Linked DNA regions of Arachis hypogaea: region 1 is linked to region 2. A link is a contact called in public Hi-C data. All regions are on one chromosome and are shown on one strand. The core of a region is the stretch at or near the end of the contact, and the rest is flanking DNA. Distances in the headings are between cores, read along the strand shown. Region 1 holds the start of LOC112804062 (28 kDa ribonucleoprotein, chloroplastic). Region 2 holds the start of LOC112803997 (bifunctional dTDP-4-dehydrorhamnose 3,5-epimerase/dTDP-4-dehydrorhamnose reductase).

The links. A called contact is a pair of places that touch in the nucleus more often than the background predicts.
Region 1: a Hi-C map of leaf shows a contact between it and region 2, with 2.8 times the contacts expected there. The contact joins the promoter of LOC112804062 here to the promoter of LOC112803997 in region 2. A contact is called at or near these places in 2 of 8 Hi-C or Micro-C datasets (both in leaf).

Annotation. Positions count from the first base shown.
Region 1 is chr1:52,911,533-52,916,318 of arahy.Tifrunner.gnm2.J5K5, reverse strand. It overlaps LOC112804062 (28 kDa ribonucleoprotein, chloroplastic), which reads right to left and starts at 2,868. Exons shown (of 5, transcript XM_025847498.3): 1 at 1,489-2,868; 2 at 1-1,316. The coding sequence starts at 2.
Region 2 is chr1:52,601,834-52,607,000 of arahy.Tifrunner.gnm2.J5K5, reverse strand. It overlaps LOC112803997 (bifunctional dTDP-4-dehydrorhamnose 3,5-epimerase/dTDP-4-dehydrorhamnose reductase), which reads left to right and starts at 2,786. Exons shown (of 2, transcript XM_025847441.3): 1 at 2,786-3,573; 2 at 4,321-5,142. The coding sequence starts at 2,920. The coding sequence ends at 4,770.

The DNA.
Region 1 (4,786 bases), core at 1,619-4,118, 310 kb before region 2:
ATGGAGGGGTGCTAGAAGAAGAAGAAGAACCTCAATTCCTCAACGATTGAGGATAAGGTGAATAATCAATTGAAATGAAAGGTTTAAAGACACAGACAAATAGAGATGCCTCACTGTGTCAGCGGCAACCAAAATCATAAATATTTTTTTCAAAAAAAGAAAATTCTCCGACAGATTAATAATAACGGATAATATTGTTATTTCTTTTTTTTATTAATTTAATTATAACATGCAATTTTTTAAACAGATTTATTTAATTGTTGTGTATATTAATGTATTTAAATAATTTGATTCTTGTTATAATTATTTTTAAAAGTAAATAGTTATTTCTAACTATGAAAAATATAAAACTAATTATAAATAATTTAAGAGGACGTTTTTGGTGGAAAAAATATAATGTGGTCTTTAAAACACCATGCAGAAAAATTTCTAATGTATGGATTAGATTGCTCTAGGACACAAGATGTTATTATTGTTAGATTTGACCCAACCTTAAACGTAATTGCAAATTGGTACATGAGATGGTCGATTGGACCGACGGTTTCAGGCCTTTTTTTGTTGGAAGGAAGTATTGATGGGTGGTTAATTTTTTTTTAGAGTTAGCCACATGGCCTGCGCTCACAGTCCACCCAAAAATTACTCTAATGCAAATTCATATCCCCAAAAACCAGTTTGAATTACTATCCACAACCTACCCAAGCACTACTCCTTATTTTAATGACGTTACCCAAATCTTTCTGCACAACTTCATCTTCTACATTAACATATGAATTATTTTTAGAAAAGCTTGAAGGAGACCAAAAAAACTTAATAACAAAGAAGTGTTAATTAGTGTAATTAAAGAAGAAGGTTGAAAATGGACGTGAATATGAGTAGAAAAGTTGTAACGTAATTTAGGCTGTAGTAGCAGCCATAAAAATTGTTAGTAAACAAAGCATCTGCATAGGTGAAACAATAGTAACAGTGTAGCAAAAAAGCAAAATGTATTGTTTTAGCAGGAATGAGTAGGTTAAATAATAGAATTCTTAAAAAGTTAAATATTAACATAAACTACATAATGCATGTGTAATTAATAACAAAAGGATAGAAGTTCATCAGCTTGCATATTCCTAGTGGCATCGGACTTGAAGGATTGTGACCGATTTAACTAAGATGACCTTGAAGGTCCCAACACCTCCAGGCTTGAAATTGCACAAACTTGCAAAGTTTTCCCAACTTCCAGAAATTATTCCGAAGCTACTGTTTTGTGTGCCACTAAATTTAGTGTAGGTTGCTTCAACCTCAATATAGCCGTGTACAAAGAAGAGTGGGTGTCTCTGACCAGTAAAATGACTCAGATGAGGAACATTCGACTAATTATAGCATAGCAAAAGATCATTAAGAGATAGATAATATTGATGAAGCCACATACAAGAAAATTAATTAGTGCAAGTAAACAAGGTCGGGAGAATAGTATTAAAAGAACATGTTGCACTTAGTTTAGCTTACCAACAAGTGGGAAGACAAGATGAGGCCAGTGAGGTCCATCACGAAAAAGGGGCATTTGGTGGAGAATTTTTCATCTATTGCTTTAACTTTGTCGAAAAAAGGATTGTTGATACAGCTGACACGCTAGTAGGTGCCTTACTTTTCATACAGTAGTTGTTGGTACGTGGGGATAGTATGGCCACCAAAGGTGAAGATATGCACTTGGAAATCAGAGTTACCTATGTGTTTGAAATACAGCATGGAGTCCAGATTGATTTTGTACCTTCGATAGAACTGTGGCCAATCTCGCGTCAATGCGATGCTGTCATTTTGTCGTTCTTTCCAGAAGTACTGAATATGGACATCCTTTCCATCAGGGACCACCAGGTTTTGATCACTCGTTGTCGGTCGCTTACCCTTGCCCCTAGAGGAAGACATGTATGCCTAATACAAAACAGAAAATAAGGTTCAGGGTGAAACTGTTGGTCAACTGAAATAGTAGGACAAATATAATAGTTGAGCTCCGGTATCTTATTTCCAACAGCATAATTTTCGGGTTCAGGGTAACAAGAACCAAGAAACCCTAAACATTAGTTTAGTTAGGGTTTCATCAGATAGGAGAAAAAATGGAAGCAAAGGGTAGAAACATGCAAAAAAAAGTATGAAATGTAGAATAGTGGATCTTAACTGAGTCAATTTGCAGTCAATGCAACTTTCAGATTTAGAACAAGAAGAACAAAGGAAAGCAAACAGTCAGTGCAATTAGATTTTTATGAAATGGTAAAATACCGTAAACCAATTAGTTAGAACAAACATGTAGAGAAGGTAGTAAATGCAAGATAGTGGATGTCTAGTAAATATTCTACAAACAGTGCAGTTTTTCAGTTTATGACAAGATGAACGCAGGAACAGGAACAATCAGACCAATTAGGATTTTTTTCTATCCATGGAAAAAAATTTGAAGGAACAAGAACAAAGATGCAACAAAAATTGTGTTTTTATGATATAAAAAACAAGTGATATGTACTGAGGAAGGTGGTCGTTGGATATATTTGTTTCTATTTTTTATGAGACGGACATGGACACGAAATCCAAACAACGACTAATTAGTATTTGGCCAAGGGAAGCAACGGGGATTTCCTCGTTAGTCATCATGGCTGGAGTAACGAAATTGAATCAGGAATTCTTCTGACAGACGTCTTGGTGGTTGGAGCCAAAACGACAAAGTGAACTTGGTAATATGGTGATGGAGAATGGCGTCCACAACTAATGCCAGTTGGTGTGTGTGAATGATATCTCACTAAACCTTTTTTTTGTTTACTCATGGGCCAAGGCGGTACAATGAAAACCTGAGGTGACCATAAATCTTGGGCTTGGGACAGGCAATATTCTTTGGTGGGTGTGTTTTTTTGTTCTGCTTAGATGAGCCATCTTTTATACTAAGGGACCTAAGTAGGAAGCATGCAGAATAAATTGTTAACGGTTCATGAAAAAGATATAAAAGGAAAACAACAATAATAGTAGTAACATATAATAATAATAATAATAATAATAATAATAATAATAATAATAATAATAATAATAATAATAATAATAATAATAAAAGTATTGATAATTATAATATATTTATCAACTATAAGGACATAAACAAGAATATTAACAAAAGTATTTATGATCATCACATGTTCGATATGTATTTTCTAGGTCTATGTCTCTTTCTGTTTCTATTCATGTCTTTGTCTTCTTGCTCATGTCTCTACCTGTATATGGTAGAACAACAACAACAACAACAACAACAACAAGATAAACATTGTCTTTCTCTGTAACCTAAACTCTAAACCTTAAATCATGGACCATAAATCATAAACCCTAAATCCTCAACCCTAAACCATAAATCCTAAATTCTAATCCCTAAACCCTAAACTGTAATCGCATAAACTCTCGGACCTAAAGTTAAACCCTAAACACTAAACTCTAAAGCGTTAAACCATAAACCCTAACCCCCAAACCATGTACCCTAATCCCTAAACTTTGAACCATAAATCCCAAACCTTGAACACTAAAATCTTAAATCCTAAATCTTAAATCTTAAATCCTAAATCCTAAACCATGAACCGTAAACACTAAATCGTAAACCCAAAATCATCAACCCTAGACCATAAACTCTAAATCCTAACCGCGTAAACTAGGGCTGGCAATATATACCCTACCTGCGGGTACCTAACCTAGACCAACCCGTTCGGGTAGGGTTGTCTACCCGACCCGTTGCAGGTAGGGTAGGGTACGGTGCGAATTAGCCTACGGGTAAGGTAGGGTACGGGTTCAGGGTGTACCCTACCCTACCCTACCCGCTCTCCTAATATATTATATAATATATATGTAAAAGTTATGTATGTAGTGAAGAAAGTGAGTGTTGAACTCACAATCTTCTTTTTATAAAAACTTGAAATAACCACTAAGCTAGTTGATGATCATATTATTTGTAATTTTATGTTATATTTCTTTAAGATTTTATTGTTTTTAATTTTAATTTGAACTTAGTTTTTTATTTTTTATTTTATTAATATGTATAAAATTTGAAATGGTTGAATTTTATATTTGCTTGAAAATTTTTTATTTTTCTGCAGGTAAGATCGGGTAGGGTAGGGTTTAGAATATTAGGGTACGGGTAGGGTTAGGGTTGAGAGATTCTCAACCCGCAGGTAGGGTATGGTAGGCTTTTAAGACAAATTTGACTGCCCAATAACCAATTTGGTCCCAAGGTAAGGAATAACCAGTTACACCAAAAGATGCGGTCAATATAGCCAAAACAACGCCCGTAACCCATGTCCATATCAGTTATATCCATTATAATAAGCTATTCGGTAATTCCTTTTGGATATAATTTTGTTTTATCCGATCTCAATATTGATGTTATTTTTCGATCGCCCGGAAAGAACAAAAGAAACATCTTGTTCCTTCTTCAGCAATTTCTGATCTCTAGAACCTATCACTAAAATACCCCTGGAGGGGGTGTAGGGCTAAGCGGAGTGAAATCGTGTTAAGTATTAGCACTATGGCTTTCAATTTAAATGGTTTTAATTTCAACGAATCTGTAGTTGATAGTCAAGGTCATGTAATTAACACCTGGGCTGATATTATTAACCGAGCTAATCTTGGTATGGAAGTTATGCATGCCTATTGCTACTAGTGGAGTCAGGTTAATCTAACTCCATAGTATAGGTATAAACCGTAAACCCTCGAACCTAAAGTTGAACCCTAAACCTTAAAGTATAAACCATAATCCCTAATCCCTAAACCTTGACTCCTAAACCACAAA
Region 2 (5,167 bases), core at 1,537-4,036:
TCTGATTCAGCGGCAAAGAAAGAATAGCAGATGCTGTCAAATCCTCACCTCCATGCATTCTAACGAGTATATCTTGAGTTACAGAGGTCCAATCGACACGCTCTCAACGACGTTGGAAAGCTAATTTTTAGAGCTTTTCAGAAATATATAATAGTATATACTTTTCATTGGAAATGTTTGCCCAAACTAGGCGTTGAATGCCCAACTTACTCCCAAGACTGGAGTTCAACGCCCAACTCAAAGAGGAGCAAGCCCAGCATTGAACGCCCAAGACTAGAGTTCAACACCACCCATGGAGCAAGGAAACAGCACGCTCACCCCCTAATGGGCGTTCAACGCCCAGAAGCCCAAGTTGTACGCCAGGCATACGAAGCACATGACCAAAGTGGGCCCAAAGTGGATTTTAGCACTTCTTAACTTATTTTATTTTCTTTTTGTAATTTTTAATTAAGAACAATATCTTTTAGGTTTAGTCTTAGAATTTTTACTATAAATAAGGGACTTCCTTCCTCCTGATGATCATGCCTCCCAGGAGGGGAGAAGTACAGACACATTACATTACACCTTCTTATCTGTTTTCTTTATAAAGTATGAGCAACTAAACCTCCTAAGTTAAGGATAGGAGCTCTGCTCATTCCCATGGATTAATATTATTACTTTTTTACTCTAATATATGTTTAGTTCCTTTTTATGATGTATTGTCGTTCTTCATCTTTATGGATCTGGGATGAAACGAGAGTATGACCCCCTTATTCTACATGAGCTCTTACGAAGCCTTAGCCGGATAGTATGGAGCAACAGGTTAAGAATACATCACAGGTTCCAACAAGTTATTTGGGCTAATTGGGATACGTGACATGAAATCTCGTTAGTCATGGGTAATTGAGGTCTCTATGGCGTTATGGCTAGAATAATGAGCATCATTCTCCAATCCGAAAGATCTGACCTTGTCTGTGGCATTTTGAGTAGGATCACCAGAGATTGAATTGCGTGAGCTTCACCCTCATTCATATTGAATGACCATTAGCACCGGCGTTTGATGTGGATCAGAGGAGATTAAAGACCACTAGCCTCGGCTTTAATCACTTATAGCCTTGCCATTAAATGAATCACTCATTGTTAAAGTAGTTAATAAGAAGTATTAATCCGAAAGAACAAGCATCTCCAAGGTCTTAACTGATTTTCCATCATTGTTTCTACACCAATTCGGTATTACTTTCTTTATTATTCTGTTTTATGCACGGACAACAACTACTACATGTTCTATTCGCATGACTAAGTAAAATATAAATTACTTATAAAATATACATATAATTTTTCATTACTCATAAATTACTAGAATTATAGTTTTAATTATGTAAAATATTTTATAATAAAATAATTTCTAAAAATAAGGAATTCCAATTCATAAAATAAATTATAACTTATTCATATTTAGATTTTAAAAAATGTGGGTCGTTACAATGTAGATTAGGGAGCAGATTGTGATGATAGAAAACCTGTAACCGAATATGTGTCTACTTAGGAACTAATTTGATATCATGGAACAGCAATCAACAACATGCTATGAGCAGGTCAAGTATGAAAACTGAGTTTCGAGCTCTAGCAGCTACCTAGGCAAATTTCTTGTATCCCAAAGTGTTTGATTACTTGCAACCAATCCCATCTTGCATAGTAAGTCAAAAAACTTAGAACTAGACTTTCATTTTGTAAGGGGCAAGTCACTACTCAAAAGTTATTTGTCACCAACATTCCAGTACAAGACCAGGTAGCAAATATCTTTACCAAAACTTTATCTATCAGTTTGTTCTAAAAATTTTGTAGCAAATCTAGAGTGGTTCCAAGACCCTCTCTCAGTTTGATGGGAGTGTGAAGGATAGTGATAACTTGAACATTAAAAAACAAGAATAGCAAGTTCAAAATTCTGTTACAATTGCTATACGAGTGATTGAATTCTTAGTTCATCTCTAGGTAGTTATTCTATTATGCTAAGTTGCTATATATAAAATCCTTATATCCCAATTCAGATCAAGTGTAATTCACCCATTCCAAGTATTCAATACAAGATTATATTCATTTCTCTCTCAAATATCTAGATTTGATTCATTCTTTTCTTGCAATCATATTTTTCTTATACCATATTCATCAACTCCTTTGAAAACTTTAACAGTTTTTTATAAAATAAATTGTTGTATCATAAGCTTTTCGAAAAAATTTTTGATAAAATGTTATTTAAGTTGCATATGAAAAATATATGAAAAATTAGTAAGTTAAAAAAAAGATTAGTCTATGAACCACTTTAATTTAAACTAAACTAAGCCGCTTAGCAAAATTCAGAAATTAAATTAAGTCACTTAACAAAATTTAATGACTAAATTGAGTCATCTGCAATAAAGGCATATTAATAACACGTAGAGAAATCATGTTATGACAAAAAAAAATTATATTCTGTCACGTAATACTACCATTTATATCAGCATGCTATGTGTCATTAATAGCTACATCAGCATTCTATTATATTTGGTTGAACCAAATTTCGATATGCGGTACTGATAGTCCATGTCAGCATCTCATATTAGTACGTGTTTATAAAAAATAATTGAAGAACTAACATGAGTCATAAATGTAACTTTTAGAAACTAAATTAAATAAATTAAATTTTTAGAGACTAATTTTAAAATACAAGTATAATTTCAGTGAACAATTTGAGTAATAATTTTGTCTTTCAAATTGAATTTTCGCTTTTGAGCTGAATCACATCCCAGGGAATAGGGATTACACTCCTAAAATAATGGTAATTGAAATATTGAGTAGCAAAATTGACCATTCGCGAATTTAGCACAACAAAATAACAATAGAATCTTGTAAGAACTAATAGCCGATTAACCGTGTTCATAGGAGTCACTGTCGGGGAAAAAGATGCAAATAATGTGTGTCCCTATTCAATACACACATTCATATCCGCTATATATATATCCTCGAAACCTAGCACCCGAAAATCCCATTCTTGTAAGTTTCACAACAGAAAAATCTCAAAAGCGGAAATACACAACAAACGCAGAAGTCAAAAACAACAGAAAAACTCAGAGATTCATCACAAGTAGCGCTTCAGCTTCATACATGGGCTTTCCAACCAACGGCGCCGGAGCTAACAAGCCCCTCAAGTTCCTCCTGTACGGTAAAACGGGCTGGATAGGGGGCCTGCTGGGGGACCTCTGCCGGGCCCAGGGGATAGACTTCTCCTACGGGTCGGGACGACTGGAAAACAGGGCTTCCCTTGAGGCGGACATAGCGGCGGCGAAGCCCACGCACGTGTTGAACGCGGCGGGTGTGACGGGACGGCCCAACGTGGACTGGTGTGAATCACACAAGGTGGAGACTATACGGGCCAACGTGGTCGGAACCCTGACGCTTGCTGACGTGTGCCGCGAGAATGGTTTGTTGTTGGTTAATTTTGCCACGGGATGCATCTTTGAATATGATAAGGATCATCCTCTTGGATCTGGTATTGGATTCAAGGAAGAGGATACTCCTAATTTCATTGGATCCTTCTACTCCAAGACCAAGGCCATGGTATATATACCTATCTTTTCTCTCTTAACTTTTGGCAACTTTTTTTATAGAAGAGATCTGTTCATAACTTGGTAAGTTCTAATGTCATCTTAGCTTTTGTAATTGAGAAATGTTAGGGTGCCAATACCTTTTATTGATACTAGCCAAACAACACCTTATTTTTATATTATTAGGATTAGAGTTTAGAATTTAAAATTTAGTACTTAAAGATTTAATTTAAAGTGTTAGTAAAAAGTGATATATTTTGTTGGTGTCGTTTCGACACTTGATTAGAAATTTAAGTTGAGAATCACTTGTACAGTCACATGTTTTAGTTACTCTTTCGAGCAATGGCACACATGTTATGTTTGTTTTATCATCTTGTTATGTATGTATATGTGGACCCTCCGCAGTAATAGCTACTTGGCTAGTGTTTTGGAACAAAGTGGTGTTTGTTGTGTTGTGTTTCAAACTTCAATCCAACAGTGTCTAAATCTAACTCATCAAACTAAGTAGGTGTATTTGCACAATTGCCCAAGAAAAAGAAAATGTTATGGTTGTCAAATTACCACTTAACCAATGTTTTATTCATAGATGTAGCTCAGTTTGCAAGAAAACACAAGAAAGAAGGGCAAAAAGTGTAAATGGAAAAAGCAATTGCCTATATAACTTAGGATAATGCTAATTTGACAGCCACGACATTTCTATTATGAAACATTGGTTTAGGCTAGTATACTTATTTACCCTGTTTCACCTTGTATGTTGCAGGTAGAAGATCTGCTGAGAAACTATGATAATGTATGTACCTTGCGAGTTAGGATGCCTATCTCCTCTGATTTATCAAACCCACGGAACTTCATCACGAAGATAACTCGGTATGACAAGGTTGTGGACATTCCGAATTCGATGACCATACTGGACGAACTACTCCCCATCTCCATAGAGATGGCAAAGAGGAACCTCACCGGAATATGGAACTTCACAAACCCGGGTGTGGTGAGCCACAACGAAGTCCTACAGATGTACAAAGACTACATTGACCCCAACTTCTCATGGAAGAACTTCGACCTCGAGGAACAGGCCAAGGTCATCGTTGCACCTAGAAGCAACAATGAGCTTGATACAACTAAGTTGAAGAATATGTTCCCGGAACTCTTGTCTATTAAGGAGTCCCTTGTCAAGTATGTCTTCCAGCCAAATCGAAAGGTCAATGCTTGATTAAGCATGCATCAATAGGTATGAACATGAGTTGACATTTCATTTTGGTAAGCAAATGCAGGAAAATAAGAGAACCAAAGTAACTCTGAGAAAAGGGTTCCCATTTTTTGGCATTAGTATTGATTGCAGTTTGTGTGGATGCTGTGTAGATGTATGGCCTTCTACTCCTTCCATTTGCTTGGTGCATATATTTTTATGTTGTATTCTATTTTGTATTAATAGTACTATATATACTCATTATTTAATGGGAGTTGTTTACAAACACTGAATTAGATTTTGAGCTTCGAGCTCATCGTGATTGTAATGACTCAGAATGAATAGTGATCCAATTGGATTCAATAGTAAATTTTTGGTTCATTCAAACGCTATAAATGGATGTTTGGAAGACACTAGTGTA